Linked DNA regions of Mus musculus: region 2 is linked to region 1. A link is a contact called in public HiChIP or PLAC-seq data. All regions are on one chromosome and are shown on one strand. The core of a region is the stretch at or near the end of the contact, and the rest is flanking DNA. Distances in the headings are between cores, read along the strand shown.

Region 1 (4,843 bases), core at 692-3,191:
ATCCTCAGTAATTATTATTCAGAAAGGAAGCCTTTCAGAACGTCTAAGAATGAAGATAGTGGTTTCTAAGAATGGAGATGACTGTTTATTTCTGCATGATTTCTTCTATTACCCTAAAGAAATTAATTTGAATTACCTAAGCCAAATGTTCTTACATAATTCTTTTTACTGCATCCCACAATTATTTCCTGTACTATCCAATGGATTCATACATTCATTTATTGACAAATTATGCTTACGTAATAAACACTAAGTACATCAACATTCATTAAATACAGGGCCTACTGTGTCTCTTGTGTTAGGTATTGGGGCTAGCTGCCCATGATCAAGGTCCTAGGAGAACTCTGCTTTCAATGTCAGCGATAAGGTACAGATTTCACTACTCTCCATCTCGGAGAACAACCCACCACCTGGAAAGGGTAAAGGTCATTGCTCTTCTATTTACCGCCTCACACACCTCAAAAACTTGTTACTATTTCTGACATTGATTTGTGCTAAATTTATCACAGGGAGGTGTACCAAGGGTCAGCAGCAGCCAGCAAGGTCACTTTAAAGATGAGTCGGCTCCTTTGGAGTCAAAAGCATGGCACACATATCATAGCCTCAATATCTCACCTAAGCCAGACATCAGGTCGGATCCTGTCCACAAGGGGCTCAGCAACATCTACAGCACAGGCAGACACAATGCTGGGTTTTTCACATCAAAGGTTCTCCCACTCTGGGGAGAAATTCGAAAACAAGCCAAAAAAATTGAAATGTTTTACTATGAATAGATAAGTGATGCTGTAAATTAAAAATAAGAGGAAAGAAAATGTCAATTACAGGCATCGGTTTGAAAGGATCTAACTCAAGATTCCTGTGGGCAGTATATGGGAGCAGAAGCTATTTGCAGTTTGTTCCTCTTTGTGCATCTGTCTTGCTTGGAGAGTATTTGTCAGCTTACATAAGGAAGAACGCTGAAGCCGGGCGTGGTGGCGCACGCCTTTAATCCCAGCACTCAGGAGGCAGAGGCAGGTGGATTTCTGAGTTCGAGGCCAGCTTGGTCTACAAAGTGAGTTCCAGGACAGCCAGGGCTATACAGAGAAACCCTGTCTCGAAAAACAAACAAACAAAAAAAACAAAGCAAAAACAAACAAGCAAACAAACAAACACTGAAATCCAGTTGTCGAAAGGCATCAACAAACTTGCCGGAAATATGTGAGTTTTCTTAGAAGCTGTGTGTGTGTGTGTGTGTGTGTGTGTGTGTGTATGTGCACGTGCATGCAGTATCTGTGGAACCCAGCAGAGGGCATTAGATTCCTTGGAGCTGGAGTTACAGGTGGTATCAGACACCTCGAATGAGCGTGGGGAACCAAAGTCAGATCCTCAACAAGCACAGTAAATGTTCTTAATCACCGAGACCCCTCACCAGCCCTACAGTTCTTTATTAATTCCTAGCTCAACATGTTGCATAGATTCCAAACCAACCCTCTTCAAAACCATGTTTGCTAACATTTATAAATATTTACCCAAGTTGCTACCATATGTGTCTCCAAAGCACAATTAGGTAAGACCAAGACTCTTATGGAAAAATCTGCAAATTAGTTTGGTTTGAGAACTACTATAAATTGATAACTTACTTAATCTCACCTCAGTATCTAGCATAGCCTTCTAATCAGACAGAAAATAGGGCTGTGTCTATAGCGACATCATGTTCATTAATTTCTCATGACCTGCTCGAAGCTGTCAAGAGCTTTGGGTGTTCAAAGCTCAGTTAGTCCTCAAAGCATCTTCGTCATTATGTGTCAGTATGGCCCTCACTTTAAGGTAAGAACATAACTCACAGAAATTACAACAGTTCAAGGTCATAAGCTTAAAAGGCAGGAAGTTCCTGTACAAGTTCCTGTATAGCCTGCCTTCAAAGCCCTTGGCTGCTGGGGTGTAGGCTGACCAGCACAGTGGCTTGCTCAGGTTCCAGACTTTCTGAATGAATTTTACCATCAGTGATGAGTCAGAGGGAAATTAGCGTGTCTTAGTGAGGGTTTCTATTCCTGCACAAACATCATGACCAAGAAGCAAGTTGGGGAGGAAAGGGTTTATTCGGCTTACACTTCCATACTGTTGTTCATCACCAAGGAAGTCAGGACTGGAACTCAAGCAGGTCAGGAAGCAGGAGCTGATGCAGAGGCCATGGAGGGATGTTCTTTACTGGCTTGCTTCCCCTGGCTTGCTCAGTCTGCTCTCTTATAGAACCAAGACTACCAGCCCAGAGATGGTCCCACCCACAAGGGGCCTGAAACCCTTGATCATTAATTGAGGAAATGCCTTACAGCTGGATCTCATGGAGGCATTTCCTCAACTGAAGCTCCTTTTTCTGTGATAACTCCAGCTGCGTTAAGTTGACACAAAACTAGCCAGTGCATAGTGTCATCTGATCCTGCTCAGAGAAAGACTAGTTCATGTCCCCAGACACTGAATCCAACAAGCAAAGTGAATGCCAAGAAGTGGAAGTAGAGACACAATAGAGAGCACACTATCCATGATATATTACACATCTTTCTTTCTCTTCTGTTTTTATCTTATATTCAGGTAAACCTATGATGGGTAGGAAATGAATGTATTTAATGGACCAAAATTTTTCATGAGTCAAGAGTGCTTATCAACCCTGTCAATTCTTTGTCAGCCTAACTGCACACCCCAGGAAATGCATCTTCCTTCACACTGAAGTGTAGCCATCAACCGAGAAACTTCGGTGACAGCCTAAGGCTCAAGTGTCAGGAAATACCAACTATGTTTCAGGTCACTTTCTCGGCTGCCCTGCCTCATTGTCAGTGTGTGGCCTTAGGCAGGCCACTGTACTTCTCTGGGTACCACTTTTCTCCTTTAAAACCAGATGGGCGGGGCTGGAGAGATGGCTCGGTGGTTAAGAGCACTGGCTGTTCTTCCAGAGGACCCTGGTTCAATTCCCAGCACTCATATGGCAGCTCACGACTCTCTGTGCCACCAATTCCAGGGCATCTGACACCCTCACACACACATACAGGCAGGCAAAACAGTAATGAACATAAAATAAAAAATGCGCAAATGGGAATTGGACATCTTGCCTGGTTTTGATTCTGATTAATGCACACACACAGGTGAAGATTTTAATGTCTCCCTTTAATAGTTAATGGGAACTACTAATATACATGAAAATATTTTCATTTTTTAAATATGGTCATGACTTCTAACACAGCTGGAAGAGGGGCTCTGTGAGGAGCTGTCCGCTGTAGCACCTATGATCGAAGCCATAAAATCAAAAGCTTCGTTAAATTCCCCATTTGTCTCTCATTAGTCTCAGCACATAGCCAGATTCCGAGTAGGAACTTAATTTGTCCTCCACGCCCAGGTCCCTTATGATGATCAGGTATCAGGCAACCGAAGGTGACACTGGAGAAGAGGGAGCTGGCATTGAAGGCAGAGACAAACTCCGCACAGGTGGGACACACTGACCGCTGGAGTGAACTGAATACAGAGCGGGGTGGTCATCTGTGACTGTGCAATTGCTATGTTCAATTATACATGCAGTTCCCAACCTTCCTGATGCTGCCCAACCTTTAAACAGTTCCTCATAAGGTGCTGATCATAAAGTTATTTCCATTGCTATTTCATAAAAGTGATTTTGCCACTGTTAGGAATCATAATGTAAATATCTGTGTTTTCCAATGGCCTTAGGTCACCATGAGAGGGTTGTTCAACCCCAAAGGAGTCATGGCCTTCAGTCTGAGAGCCATTCAGAGGAGGCTCTATTTACCCCTTCTACTCCACCATACTTGAGACTTGGCTGCTATTCACTGGTCAGAGACCTGAAGTCCATGATAGAATTAAGCTTAATTTTACACACACACACACACACACACACACACACACACACACACTTTAAGCCCCTAGCATTTGTGGCACCTAGGAACCTAGGACAGGTGTTCAGGAAAGGACCCTATACCACAACCCTTACCACATAAAGGCAGTAGCAATGGTGAGGAAATGAAACAGTCTGGCTTTTTCTTCCTCCTTGACAAATATCCTCCATAACAGACCAGAAAGTCAAACTCTAACCCAGGACTCTGACTCTTAGGCACCACCCATTCACCTCAGGCCAGGCCTTCCTTTCTTCTTGCCCATTTTGCTCCCTGTTAATTTACATGGAAACAGTTCAGCCTGCATGTTCAAATGCCAGTCACCCCTACCCATTCATTACTCCGTGTAGCTTATGTTTAGTGCCAGGGGTAAGGACACCCACACACATACAGCATTCAAAGGCCTGCACCTTTGTATTTAAGGCAAGTCAGGGTTACCTAGACAAGGAGTTTGGGGCAACTGGGTACTCAGAACACTGTCTATAAGAAGAGTGGGGTTTATCCAGCTGCTCCTTGGGCTCCTGCCTTCATTGAGAGAGATGTAGCAATGGGAGGGCCTGAGCAGGGCGGGCCTCCTCTCCTGCCATTCTGGAGTCTGCACAATAAAAACCCAACAGAGTAAACAGTATTGCCTTCAGACCATCTGGATTTATAAATACACTAGTTGTGCACATACATGTGTCCATCTATGTCAATATAAAATTCTAATCTAGCAACTTACCAGGAGATGATACATGGAATCCAGGAGTTTTTTTTTTTAAACAAACAAACAAACAGGAATAGAGGGGTAAGAGAAACATCAGGGCACTCGGAGAGCGCTGTCAGTAGTGACACAAGCAGGAGGACCTGAGGCACTTCATCTACAGAAGAGCTGAGTGGAGCAAAGAGCACCCACAACCCCGGGGTTAGGGTTTGGGGATGGGCAGGTCCTCAGAACTCACTGGCCAGTGCCAGTATAGCCCAATCGA
Region 2 (4,843 bases), core at 1,615-4,114, 150 kb before region 1:
AGAAGAGCAAGTGTCTCAACACCCACTAAACGATCTTTGTATTTCATAAGCCTTAGGGCACCCAGTGTACTGCTCAGAGAGCATGGTTTCCAGAAAATGGCAGATTCAGAATTAGAACCAACATCTGCAGGACATTATATTTTTTCTTCAATGAAAGCAGATGTGTATATTCTCCCATAAATTATATCTTTGATTGCTCTTGTGCTCTTCTCATTTTAACAGGAAAACAAAATCTTACACAGTTTCCTCTGTTTTGCCTACATTTGTTAACTCTGGGTAGTAGAGGTCTTAGGAATTTAGCTACCAGTGACAGTCTTCCTGGGAAGTTATTGCTACCCAGAATAAACAGAGATGAAATTCACTTACTGACGCCTTTTGGGTGATGGTGTTACCCTTGTCCTGCAAGGACACATTGGGGGAGTTTGAGCTAAGCTGAATCTGATGAGAAGAGAGATCAGGCTTTGTGTTTGATATAATGACATCCTACTTTAAACAACTTTTAAAGGTTTTTAGTGTGTGTGTGTGTGTGCAGGTGCATGACGACATGTGACCAGGTGTAAGTGTGAAAGCTTGTGAGGTTTATGAGTGTGTACGCGTGTGTGAGGAACTGCACAAGTGTGCATATGTTTTCCTGGTGTTTATATACAAGATTGAGCAAGGGAAAAGCAGGCGGAAAGCTCTGGTGAGGCTCGGAATGCAACCTGATAGCGTGAACCGGAAGCTGCCTGAGCTTTCCTGAAGGATGTGAGATTGTAAGTCGTGCCTATTTCAACCATGTGCAGATTCATGGTGCGGCACAGGGTTTGGACCCTGGTTAATTTTGCACATGATTTTTTTTTATCTGCAAGTTTTTTTTTTCATAAGAAAGTTTATAAAATTTATAAAAGAATGTAAGGCAAAAATAAAATACTATTTCTGAGTATCATGTATGTGCAGAGTATGCCCAGGTGCACAATCACTTCCTTCAAGACAACACCTAACACCCTTGGCTTTTTCTCTGCTACTTTTGTGCATGAACCTACAGACCAGCTCTGCTTTTGCCATTTGGGGATTCAAAAAGCCCCAAGAAAGGGGGCTCTCTGCAAAGCCACCTTGGCACCAGCTCCAACAGGCATGGAAGAAGACTCCGATGAGTACCAAGCTTCTTCCACAAACCCACTGACTTAGACTCTCAGGCATGTATTCCCGGTTTGTGTCCCGTCCGGACAAGAGAATTGCATCAGAAATGCCTGGAGATGAGAAGAGTTGCGAGTCCTTTGGGTAGCTGATGGCTGCACTTGACTGCTGCTTGGAGACCGCTGGGAACCATTCTGGACCCCTACTTCCCTAGTCCATCCCTGGACTCCACCCGAACAGGAGGAGAGGGAAATGGAATCTACAGAGCCTTAGCCTGCTCCATTCATAAGATCCACAGCAGCAGGGGAAGACAATAGAGCCGCTCTGTTTAGATACTTCCAGAAACACGCCAGAGCAAGGCTGTGTGCTTGCTAATGGGTTCTTTACTTTGGGAATGGCTGAGAGGCAGAACTGCTAGCTAATGTGGGCAGTGACACTCTAATGGAAGTTTAAAGGTCTAGATTTGTAGCTCAATACCAATTAACTTCCTTCTCAGCATCCCCAGTTGTAGGAAAGGGAATAACTTGGAGACAAAGAAGCTCAGTATGAACTTCACAATGGAGAATGAGGGAAAAAAAAAAAGCTGCATTCTTATGCAAATAGGTTAAAATCACTTACCCTCAAATCTAACTTAAAAAAAAAAAGCCACATTCCTTATTCATCAGAGACTGTACATACTGTGGCAGGAAATTGAGGATCTCATTGGATGTATATTTTGAACATATATAATGTGTGGAGGAGAAAACCCAGTATCTGTCCTCAGCCATATTCTTCCTCTAGGGATGTATATTTTTAAACCATGGGTCAGTCGATACCATGACATATCCTTCCTCTAGGGATGTATATTTTTAAACCACGGGTCATTCAGGAGCAGATTCAGCTATTCGGTAGTTTTCATTATGTCTGTACAAAACGGAGTGGTGAACCTTTCAGGGGACACCCCCCCCCCCCGCAGACATCACTGAAGTGGGAGAGGGCAGGCATGTCAGTGTGATGCCTTGTTAGCATAAGTGGGACCTGGTCCAGGTATCGTCTGGAAACTGCCATTGGAGGGATGGGGTTTAGGAATGGGGGGGATGGAGAGGGATGGAGAAAGAGAAGCCCAGAGTGAGTAGACTGGAAGGGAGGAGGGGCTGGGGGGTGGGGAGAAAGCCAGAATGGTCAGAAACAGTAACTCAGAATCACATGAGAAAAGCCAAGGTCAGGCAAATGATTACATACGTCACCTGTTCCGCCAGGCATACTTACGATGGATGACGTGTGTGATAACGAATGCAAATATAAAGACTGTCAGAAAGGACAGGGATAAAATAAACATATAAAAAAATCTGTAGTTTCTTTTCCCCACACAGTTGCCTACCCAGGGACAGTGGTGATCAAACTGTTCTGAAATGAGAGGCAGAGAAAAGAAAAATGGAATTTAATTAATAAGATATCTGTTTACTCCAGGGAGCCCCTCCCTCCCAAGATACTCCAATAATATAGCAGAACAATATCGGATTATGTATTTCCAAATGGACAACTCCGAGAGGACCTTACTAACACTGAAACATTTCAGGAGCATAGTTAGTCTTTCAACAGAACACAGGTGGTTTGAAACACCAGATGTGAATTCCTCTCAAATGGTTACTGAAAGAAACAGTAGCATACATTCTCAAACTCAGAAGTAAAGACTTGATTCTTCCTCACAAAGAACCTCTGTGTTCACAGAACAATCTTCCCTTAAATGGTGCCAACACTATCTGATGACAAGGACTGGGCAGGGCTGGGGCTGGGGCTGGGGCTGGCGCTGGCTATGTCATTGGGTGGCCCGGGACACAGTAAATGGTCACAGAAAGAGTCTGAATGGGCCTCGGGCAGGACAGGAGGACAACCCTTTGTTTTCCCACTCCAGTTATCGTCCCTTAACTCAAACTAGTCACGTACATTAATACATTCCTATCAGGAAATGATGTCGCTATGCTATCTTAGAGACAAGCAAAGCGAGGCATGAAGAGATGGGAGAGTGTGTGCAGAGGCAGCCAGTTGAGCATCAGAACAATTAGCCCTGAGACCAGCCCTTTGGAGATGCTTCATCTAGCATATACACTGCCTGTGGTCTTTCCTAATGGCAGCAAGCTATGTTTGGGCACTGCACGCCATTACTCCACTGTGCCAAAGTGGAAGACCAAGGCTTCTCATTTTTGGGGAATTCACTCAATGTCTGCAAAGCATTTATGGTCTGTTCTTCCTCTTATGAGCAAAGTGCTTCCTCTTTCTATCCAGATAATCTCCCATGCAGACTGACCACCCACTCCCTTTAGACCACCTGTGAGCTGGGGGACGTTCAGCATCCAACTTAGCTTTATACTCGGGCTCTTTCCTCTGCTTTCTGCCTACCTAATTTCCATACTTTCTCTGTTTGGGCTTCAGAAAACATAGAGGGACTGTGCTACCAAGTGTGACTTTATAAAAAAAATATAACAGAGGTGAGCAAGGTGGTCAGCTTCAGGAGCCACTGATTATGAACCCCTACGTGCCATTGTTGAAAAGGCACAAGGACACCTGGGTAAGGTTCATGATCTAGGAAATGGAAGGGACACTGGACTGCAAGCAACATGAACAAGAAGAGGGGACAGCAGGACACATTCCAAGCGCAGTGGCCTGGTGACAGAGCTGATGACCCATGAAATGCAGACACTTAGGGACAGTGATTACTATTGGTGTGTCCCTGGGAATTCCACATTAACACACACTGTCTCCTAACCCCTTCAATAAAAACTGCCTCACTGTGGCTAGGGGACGGTGAGTTACGCAGGCAGTCTGTGCTAGGTACTAATAGATACCTATTATGCCACTGGATATTTGTTCAAGATCACGGGGGCCCCTAATCTCTAATGTAAGCCACAGACTCTGACATTATGTCAACACAGAGCTGTCAGCCCTAACAGATATGCTTCCTCTGGTAAGGATGCTGTGTGCATAGGGGTGGCGGGTAGATGAAAACTGTACCTTCCTTTCCATTTTTTTTGTGAGCCTAAAAATGTCTTAAAAAAATTAAACAAGCAAACATCATCTCCCCTAAGTCATCAGTCCACCACCTATACAACATCAGGTCCACATGATGAAGGATGCAAAAGACAGGGGAAATATCTGGACCAGCCAGATTTTCCCCAAGACTATAAGGCTATTATTTCAAGCAATTACTTTCCTGCTTGACAGCTGAGTATAGAAAATGGGAGTGGGAGCAGAAGCCAGGAGCTGATAAGCATGCTGGGCCAGACTCTGCCTTCAGTGGTATGGCTGGTTCTGCAAATCCTGCATAGAGACGGAGCCTCTGGAAGGCAGGGAAAACGGCTCTCAGCAAAAGCTGAGAGCATGCAAGGCACATGAGGAGCCATTGGCATCTAGAAGCCTCCAGAGGACAAGGTTTTACTCCGTGTGACCCATTTCCACAGGGTAGGCCTTTTGATTTTAGTTCAGAAATCTTTAAATCTAGCCAAACAACACTGCTGCGATCTCTTGACAGCAGGACAGACAGCCAAGGATGACCCTTTGAGTCTTGTGGTCTCCTGGAGGCTTCTGGGAAGTTAGCACTTTCAGGTTGGGCTTGGGGCATGGCTCTCCCGAAGCCTGGCCTGTATGTCATTTCCCTTAGAACTGTGTCTTGTTGAAACTTTCTTGGTGGACAAAGTCCCACTAAAACTGCAGGTGCACCGAGCCATTCTCCATGGACTGTCTCTCGTGT

The links. HiChIP or PLAC-seq counts read pairs in DNA pulled down with a chosen protein or histone mark.
Region 2: an H3K4me3 HiChIP or PLAC-seq map of bone marrow-derived macrophages shows a contact between it and region 1, with 6 times the contacts expected there. The contact joins two enhancer-like sites. A contact is called at or near these places in 1 of 15 datasets of contacts at CTCF or cohesin (large pre-B cells), 3 of 484 Hi-C or Micro-C datasets (bone marrow-derived macrophages and nephron progenitors), 4 of 115 datasets of contacts at active chromatin or transcription factors (the 230-238 cell line, bone marrow-derived macrophages, embryonic stem cells and 1 more) and 2 of 9 other capture datasets (bone marrow-derived macrophages and embryonic stem cells).

Annotation. Positions count from the first base shown.
Region 1 is chr17:5,557,464-5,562,306 of GRCm38.p6, reverse strand. All of the region lies in intron 1 of Zdhhc14 (zinc finger, DHHC domain containing 14), which reads right to left. Among named protein-coding and RNA genes, the nearest start is that of Gm52305, 33 kb to the right of the region's middle. Within about 2 kb of position 1,941, at least 3 of the 459 cell types and tissues checked have an H3K27ac peak or open chromatin away from gene starts, as enhancers often do. A contact at or near this core is called in bone marrow-derived macrophages, where this site is marked.
Region 2 is chr17:5,710,047-5,714,889 of GRCm38.p6, reverse strand. Zdhhc14 (zinc finger, DHHC domain containing 14) reads right to left here. Exons shown (of 9, transcript NM_146073.3): 4 at 2,365-2,502. Among named protein-coding and RNA genes, the nearest start is that of Gm41519, 58 kb to the left of the region's middle. Within about 2 kb of position 2,864, at least 31 of the 459 cell types and tissues checked have an H3K27ac peak or open chromatin away from gene starts, as enhancers often do. A contact at or near this core is called in bone marrow-derived macrophages, where this site is marked.